2 separate regions of the Danio rerio genome follow, and region 2 is linked to region 1. The links are chromatin contacts, called in public HiChIP or PLAC-seq maps. All regions are on one chromosome and are shown on one strand. Each heading gives the region's core, a stretch centred on a gene start, on an enhancer-like site or on the middle of the called end of the contact. The rest is flanking DNA. Distances are from core to core; before and after follow the strand shown.

Region 1 (3,503 bases), core at 300-2,799:
CTACACCTACAGTTATGTGTTTTACATTAGATGGTAATTTTTTTATAGCCTGCACTAAGATTATTATCAAACGTAGTTGTTATTATTAGGCCTATTAGTATTATTATTTATTAAACGTTTAGGCCAAGTAGACAAAGGTATCTAGACCAAATTTATGTCCATCGGGTTTGTTTATATGGAGATGCTTGTAATGTACAAATATGGCATAGGCCTACCTAATATCGTATCCTGTAATAAATTGGTTTACGATTAATACAGAAATAACGCAGTGTCTTTAGCTGTTTATGGCTGAATGTTTATGGTTACAGGAATTAGCTTTAGCCTATAACTTTCCGTGAATCTAATGAAAATACTTATCATTCTTCATAATCATACCTTATATTCAGGCACAGGTGATGTTGGCTTATTTTTACATAAAGGGGCACACAGGTTTTACGATTAAATAATCTTTCGTTGCGGCGTTAAAGTCTGTTACAAATGTCAAACAGACAGGGTGAAATAGACGACGTGTTTTTGTTTAGTTTTTTTTCTTTCAAGGGCAGGGATGCTCCAGATCCCGATTCCTAATAGGACAAGTTTGCCTGTGGCACGACTTCTCTATTGCGCAAAGACTTGTGGGTAACTAACTCAGGGGCAGGCACATACACATGCAGATATGACACGGCAAGGTGAAAGGTTATTTCAGCCCACCCCCAACCAGCTCGTTCTGTAAATCAAGATTGCATGTACCAACTCATACGTTCAACAAGAAGAATGTGTTTGAGATGCGAATGAACTATTTATAGCCCATAATTGAAACGACAATAACACTTAAATGTTTTTAATGTTTGATTTTAAAAGCGTGTATTTATTTTAGTTAAACGGAGTTGTTTAGAGCGAGTTCAAGCGTCTCATGATTTTTATGGACGCGATAGAAACATTGGGCTTACAGGCTTGGAGCTGTCCTGAGTATAGCCTACACGTGTGTGTGAAAGAGATGGGTTGTGTTAATCGCTATTTAAACTGTTATTTGATGATGTTGACGTTGTTTCATACGTGAACTACATCACCTTGAAAGAAGCTTATAGACAATAATAATTTATCGGAGTAGTTGCGCAATAAGTTTTGATTGTATTAAAACTTTAACAGGATATATCTACTTCCTCTGTGATTTTATGTTGGTTATGCAAATTTTTAGTGAATGAAAATAAACTATTGTACTAAAATGTAATGTTCAAACTGGCATAATGCCATTAAATAAATATTACACTCTCGTCAGAAATCGCTAAAACACTAAAGCTACCCCGTCTAAATTTACAACACAACTTTAAACCAAAAGAAATGTGTTCTTTGTTCTCCTATTGTTAGCTAAAGCACGACGAACAAACGTCCTCTTACCTCACACTCTCTAAAGTAAGAATCTTCTTCATCAAACTTAGAGCTCACGATCCTTTGCGAAAAGTAAGCGCACATTTGATTGCTTTAACTTGATGAAAAATAATTGCAATGCGCTTTTATTAGTCACCGGACGTCTTTCCCATGCTGTTTGAGGCTCCGCGCACGTTGTTGTGAGGTAGCCCATGCGGACCCCCACTTGGTGAGTCCGTCACGTTTTCGGATCCAGGGCCCATCCTGGTTTCGCTGCATAAATGAGTCAAATTTAAAACTGTCCCAGAGAGATGTTAGAACCAATCAAATAGTAAATGTAATAAATTCGTGATTACAAAAAAATACGCTTGTGAACTCAACACAGTTTATCATATCAATTTTTTTAAAATGTGGAAAAAGTCAGAAACCAGTTGCTTGTTTAAATATCTAGGCTAAAGTTGTATATAAATATTTAACGCTTATCACCACATTAATTTACTGACTTCTGTCCTATTGTTTTGTTTTTTGTTTTTTTTTTTTGCTCAAAATTAAATTGAGTGGGTTTGTTGTCAGATTAACTGAATGTTGTAGGATGTAGCCATGTTTAAATGATTTACTTGCATGCCATGCAAAATATGGTATAGCCTAAATTAAACACATACAAACAGGCTATAAGCCTATATAAATGTTTTCAACGCTATTCCAGTAAATTGGATTTATTGGATGTAATAAATGCAAAAGTTGTGCGCGTTCATTCACGGATCACTGGATAATCTTAATTAACGTGATTTTTTTTTACAAAAAGTGATTAAGTTTGAAATAAGTAGACTTAAAACAAGACAGCAAAAATTTCTTCAAACCTCTCAACTCTTCACCTACGACGATGAATGCACACTGGGTCGAAGATCAATCATTATCACTCATGTCACAATTGAGGGCTGTTCAAGCTGTGAGGTTTCAGAATCAAAGGACCGGGACCTGCGTGTTGTCTTTCAAATGATGTGTGCCCCTTGGAAAAAAGTTCAGTGGAGGTTGGGATAAAAATTGACTGTTAACAGTGCTACTGTAGAACATTCAAATGACATTTATATACTTGCGAGAGAAAAACAAAAATGTTACATGGCTTATTAATGCAAATCCAACGTTTTTTAGAGAATGCCTAGGATTCATGTCAAAACATCTGTAAAACTTCAACAAAGTTTGAGTCTAAATTGTGAACAAGTGATATAATAAATATAGAGCTTAAATAAAACGATCTTATAAATCTATAAATTTAGCAGGCTTACGCTTATTTTGTAGATATGTAACGTATATTTGCTGGCAATATTTGTCAATAAAAATCTGTGTTGTTTAAGTAGGCTATTTGCTGGTATATAAACAATTTGTTTGTCCGTTTGTTAGACCAAGCAGTTGTACCAGGAGCTGTTACGAATTGCCGTGAGATTGTGTTGGCACTACTCAACGCTGGAAGGATTAACAGGAGTGTAACTGCTCGTGCTCTGAATCAACAGGAGACTCTTTTGGAAAGGTATAGCCTGGAGGATACACACTCCCTTGAAAATCTTTATAAACTCGAGTTTATTTACGTTGCCACCTTCTGCCCGTCGAGTGTGGTGAGGAAGTGTACATTATTACAAATACCGATGTTGAATTTTGCACTAAATGGTGCAATGGTGGTGGTTAACACTATCCATTTTCACTGTGCATAGCACTCTGCACGCATTAATCAGGTAAAAGTGGACGCAATAACGCGGCAACAAGCTAGCACTTACAACAATGACTCATCAATTGCTGATGGCCAAGAGGGTTTAGTATTCTGACTCTTCTGCTTTTTCAAAATATTCAATGTGTTAAGGGTGGTAGCAACGACAATACATTTGCATTCAAATTTTGGAATGATTTAAGCTGAACAAATTGATGCGTAATCTCTTTACCTTCATTGCACAATAGAACAAACATAAAGGCTGAAAAATATCAATCGCGTTTTGAGTCTAGGAAAAACGCGTGAAAAGCAAGGCCTTATACACCCGTCCTGTTTACCTGTCCTATAATATTCTTCCTCAGAAGCATGCATTCTGCCGTAAACTCAATGTAATTACTGATTGCTCTTCCAGGAGTATGTTTCCCAACATTGTACGTTTCTTAAGTAAAAACGA
Region 2 (3,503 bases), core at 487-2,986, 57 kb before region 1:
AGAGCTCATTCAGTCATAAACTAAAAATAGAAAAAGATGCTCCAGTTTTTGCTTACAAACATATTCTAGACTGCTTCTATTTTAGCAACACAGCTGAACTCCTGGTCTGGCGGCCTGCCTTCAGAGACAGACGTGCTTCTCAGGGAAGCCAAACAGAGTTCACAGCTTGGCCAAGTGAGAGAGCCTAGGCCTGCGTCTCTGACACCATAAATCTCAGTGCGCTCTTGTTTGGACAGACAGCGATCTGTGTTATTATGAATGCATCCAGCTCTGGGCTCTACATCAGGGCTCTCAGGGAAAAGTGAATCTATCTCTGGGGTAATTAGCTGGGCTGAGATCAGCGCCACAAGGCAATAAATCTCCAGCAAAGGACTGTGAAGCCATATCACCCCGTGCGGGCGGGTCGCTTCACTGAGAAGCACAGAAACGGCACGTACAGATATTTGTAGTTCATCTAAGACGGTAAAAGAAATTTGTTGAGATAGTGGACATTATATTTATCAATGATATTTTTGTTTACAGGTTTTAATTTTTAATCGGACAGTAGCACAGACAGAAAAGAATTGGGAGCAAAGAAAAGGAAAAAGGATCACCAAAAGACCGAATTAAACAGGTTTTGCCACAAGCACCATAGTGCTGTATGTTTGCGTGCTAACCGTACTGCTGCAGACAACATTTTAAAAAAACATTCCCAGACAATTTGTTTAAAATGCAAAACACAGGGTCAACAAATACATAAAAGAGCTTTTATCCTTAAGCGGTGTAATGTGCAAGAAGACAAAGCTAAATGAAAACTCAGCTGTCAAATATGTCCACGTTTACATAAATCCAAGAATTAAGGAAAAGGCAAGTGCAATGCAAAAATCTTACGGCGCAAAATATTTCATAAATGAGTTTAATGTGATATTAAACTTTTCACAATTGGGTTTTGGTCATATTATGACCAAGAAATATATAAACTTAATCTGAAAATATCAATATGAATGTAACGCATGCTTCAAACATTTATATAAACATTAAATACATACTAAAGCAACAACAATGCTACACAAAAAAGTTAACTCGAGTAACTTAAGCGACCTGAAGAAAACTCTAAAAATCAGCATACCTTTTTAACTACAAATGCATCTCTGAGAGATTTTTCAGTATTAATCCATTTTATATCCTCAGTCGCGGCGCAAAAAGCCAGATTTGTAACAAATACAGCATTTCTCCCCTCATATGTAGACATCACTGCCACGTCAAACTCTGAAGCCGGTTTGTAACTGTAATACGGGCGACAGCTGAGAGTTCAAAATGCCTGCTGTTCATAAGGCAAGCGCACAAGGGAGGAACCCAAGTGATTTGAGGGGGAGGGAGGGAAGGAGGGTGAGTGGAATATGTCGGAGCCTGGAGGAGGGGAAGTCGAGCTCAGGAATGTAAATAAGACTTACCGAGGGGAGAGGTTTGTCTTTGGTGAGTTTCCTCTTCTGGAGAAGCCGAGAGCTCCGTCTCCCAGCTCCTGATCTGAAAGATAAACAGAAAGCAGTCGATAAGGAGCCGGTGTGCAGATGTGTGCACCAGAGAAGCCTGGGAAACCGCTCGATCCATCGCCAGACTGGTAGCCATCAGATCTCCCTCATAGAAATCCATCTAGGGGCTAGAGAGTGGTCTCTCTGGCGGCTCAGCTTGCACACTGACACCACCAAGTGTGTCACTGAGTCACCTCTCTCTCTCTCTCTCTCTCCCCCTCCCTTAGTTCTTTCCCTCACCCCTTCTTTCTTCCCCATGGAGGCTCCCATCGCCCTGCCTGCAGGCCCCATGCCAGACACTGCTTTTCATTTTCTGCAGTGAAAGTAATGAATCACATATGCGCCTGGCCAGGCACAACCCCCTCCCCTCCTTTCTCTCTCTCTCTCTCTCTTTGCTCCCCACCCCCCTCAAGTCAAACTTAGCCAATCCCATTTTTCCTCTTCCTCTCTGCTTCCTTTCCTTTTTTTCTAGTCTTGTTCTTTTTAACACTTTCCAGCCCACTAGCACCTCAAGCGCAGGCTGGCTCCAGTGGGGGTGTGGGCACATCAGTACAAGCAGCCCAAAGTCTGGTATGACTTATTATGCTGGTGACCCTTCAGCTGACCCTGGATCAGCCCTGAGGCTGCATTGCAGACTGGACCCAAAAGCATCGGGTATCACTTTACACAAATGTATGAAAAAAAAAAAAAAAAAGAAAAAAAAAAAAAAAAGGAAAAGACAGAAAGAGCAGGAGCAGGAACTGTTCTTTCAACGACACAGTGGAGACCTATGAGCAACAGGTGACCAGTTTAAGGGAAAAACACAAGCCAAAATCAACAAAAATTGAGCCAAAGCCTCATGAATCCTATGATTGATTATTAGTGTGTGTGTGTGTGTTTTATTCTAGGGTTGGACTGTTTACCGGTACTATGGTAGTATCTTGATACTATGGCTCCAAAATACTGGCATTAACGGTCCATCTATTAAATACATAATGTTGCATGTGGAAAAATCTCTAAAATGCTCACACGTGTGCAATAATAGACCATTTTATTTGAATAGTCTGTGAAGCCCTTTAAGGTTGCAAAACCGTGTAGAAATCAAGCCTTTTAAGGTAGCTTGTTGCATGCTTTCTGACACTTCAGTTCAAGCCCACGTCTGAAACAGTCAATTTCTGTTCCTGTCAATTTGACTTAGCTGCTAAAACAACAGCAACAATCTGTTAAAAAGAACAACTCAAAGTGAAATTTTAAAATACTTTAGAATTTTACCTGATTAAAAAAACAACAACAGATGAAAAACCCAATTTTTGACCTTATCATATAGCCTAATTTGCTCTTTTTGAAACAAATTTTGTTTGGTATAATTTGTATCTTTATTTTAATGTATTTTTTGATGGTCAGTTATCTACAAAATAAATAAAAAGAACTGATGCATTTTAGGTGAAGTGATGTCCAAATACTTTTTTCAATAATAAGGGAATTATAAATTCAGTTCAAGTAGGCCTATTATAAAATATAAAACATAGTATTTCTGACCATTTTCTTTATTTCAAAGATTTGAATTAAGATTACAGTGTCGCAATACTACTTGGTAACACCAAACTTCAGCTGGTATAGTATAATAATGATTTCACGAAACCCCTATTTTATCCTTTTTTTTATTCTGTGAAGTACATATATGACGACATTTGGTAAAATTATTTTGAATTAGATAATATTTTTATTGCTAATGTTTTAACTTCAGAAGAATAAAGATTTGGCAAAAACAATACAAACATCTAAAAACACAGAGAAAACGCAGCAAGGATTGTATTGTATTATAAGGATGTGTATTGGTGTTCTTTAGATTTTTTAAATCTGTCTTTTAATCAGCGAACAAATCATCAATTTGAGAAACTCAAAGTAAAAAGTCTGCACTGTAGGGATATAAATCATTGATAATCCCAGTGCATTGAAAATAGTGGAAATAGAGCATGTTCCTAGATCTATAAGATGTTACAACAGAAATAG

Evidence for each region. HiChIP or PLAC-seq counts read pairs in DNA pulled down with a chosen protein or histone mark.
Region 2: an H3K4me3 HiChIP or PLAC-seq map of gastrula embryo shows a contact between it and region 1, with 2.7 times the contacts expected there. The contact joins the enhancer-like site here to the promoter of mllt10 in region 1. A contact is called at or near these places in 7 of 18 Hi-C or Micro-C datasets (caudal fin, embryo, fibroblasts and 2 more) and 2 of 4 datasets of contacts at active chromatin or transcription factors (caudal fin and gastrula embryo).

Annotation. Positions count from the first base shown.
Region 1 is chr24:21,010,442-21,013,944 of GRCz12tu, reverse strand. mllt10 (MLLT10 histone lysine methyltransferase DOT1L cofactor) reads right to left here and starts at 1,549. Exons shown (of 22, transcript XR_012399253.1): 1 at 1,378-1,549. It overlaps skida1 (SKI/DACH domain containing 1), which reads left to right. Exons shown (of 4, transcript XR_012399262.1): 2 at 2,749-2,875.
Region 2 is chr24:21,067,899-21,071,401 of GRCz12tu, reverse strand. It overlaps mllt10 (MLLT10 histone lysine methyltransferase DOT1L cofactor), which reads right to left. Exons shown (of 22, transcript XR_012399253.1): 15 at 1,434-1,506. Among named protein-coding and RNA genes, the nearest start is that of skida1, 54 kb to the right of the region's middle. Within about 2 kb of position 1,736, at least 45 of the 62 cell types and tissues checked have an H3K27ac peak or open chromatin away from gene starts, as enhancers often do. A contact at or near this core is called in caudal fin and gastrula embryo, where this site is marked.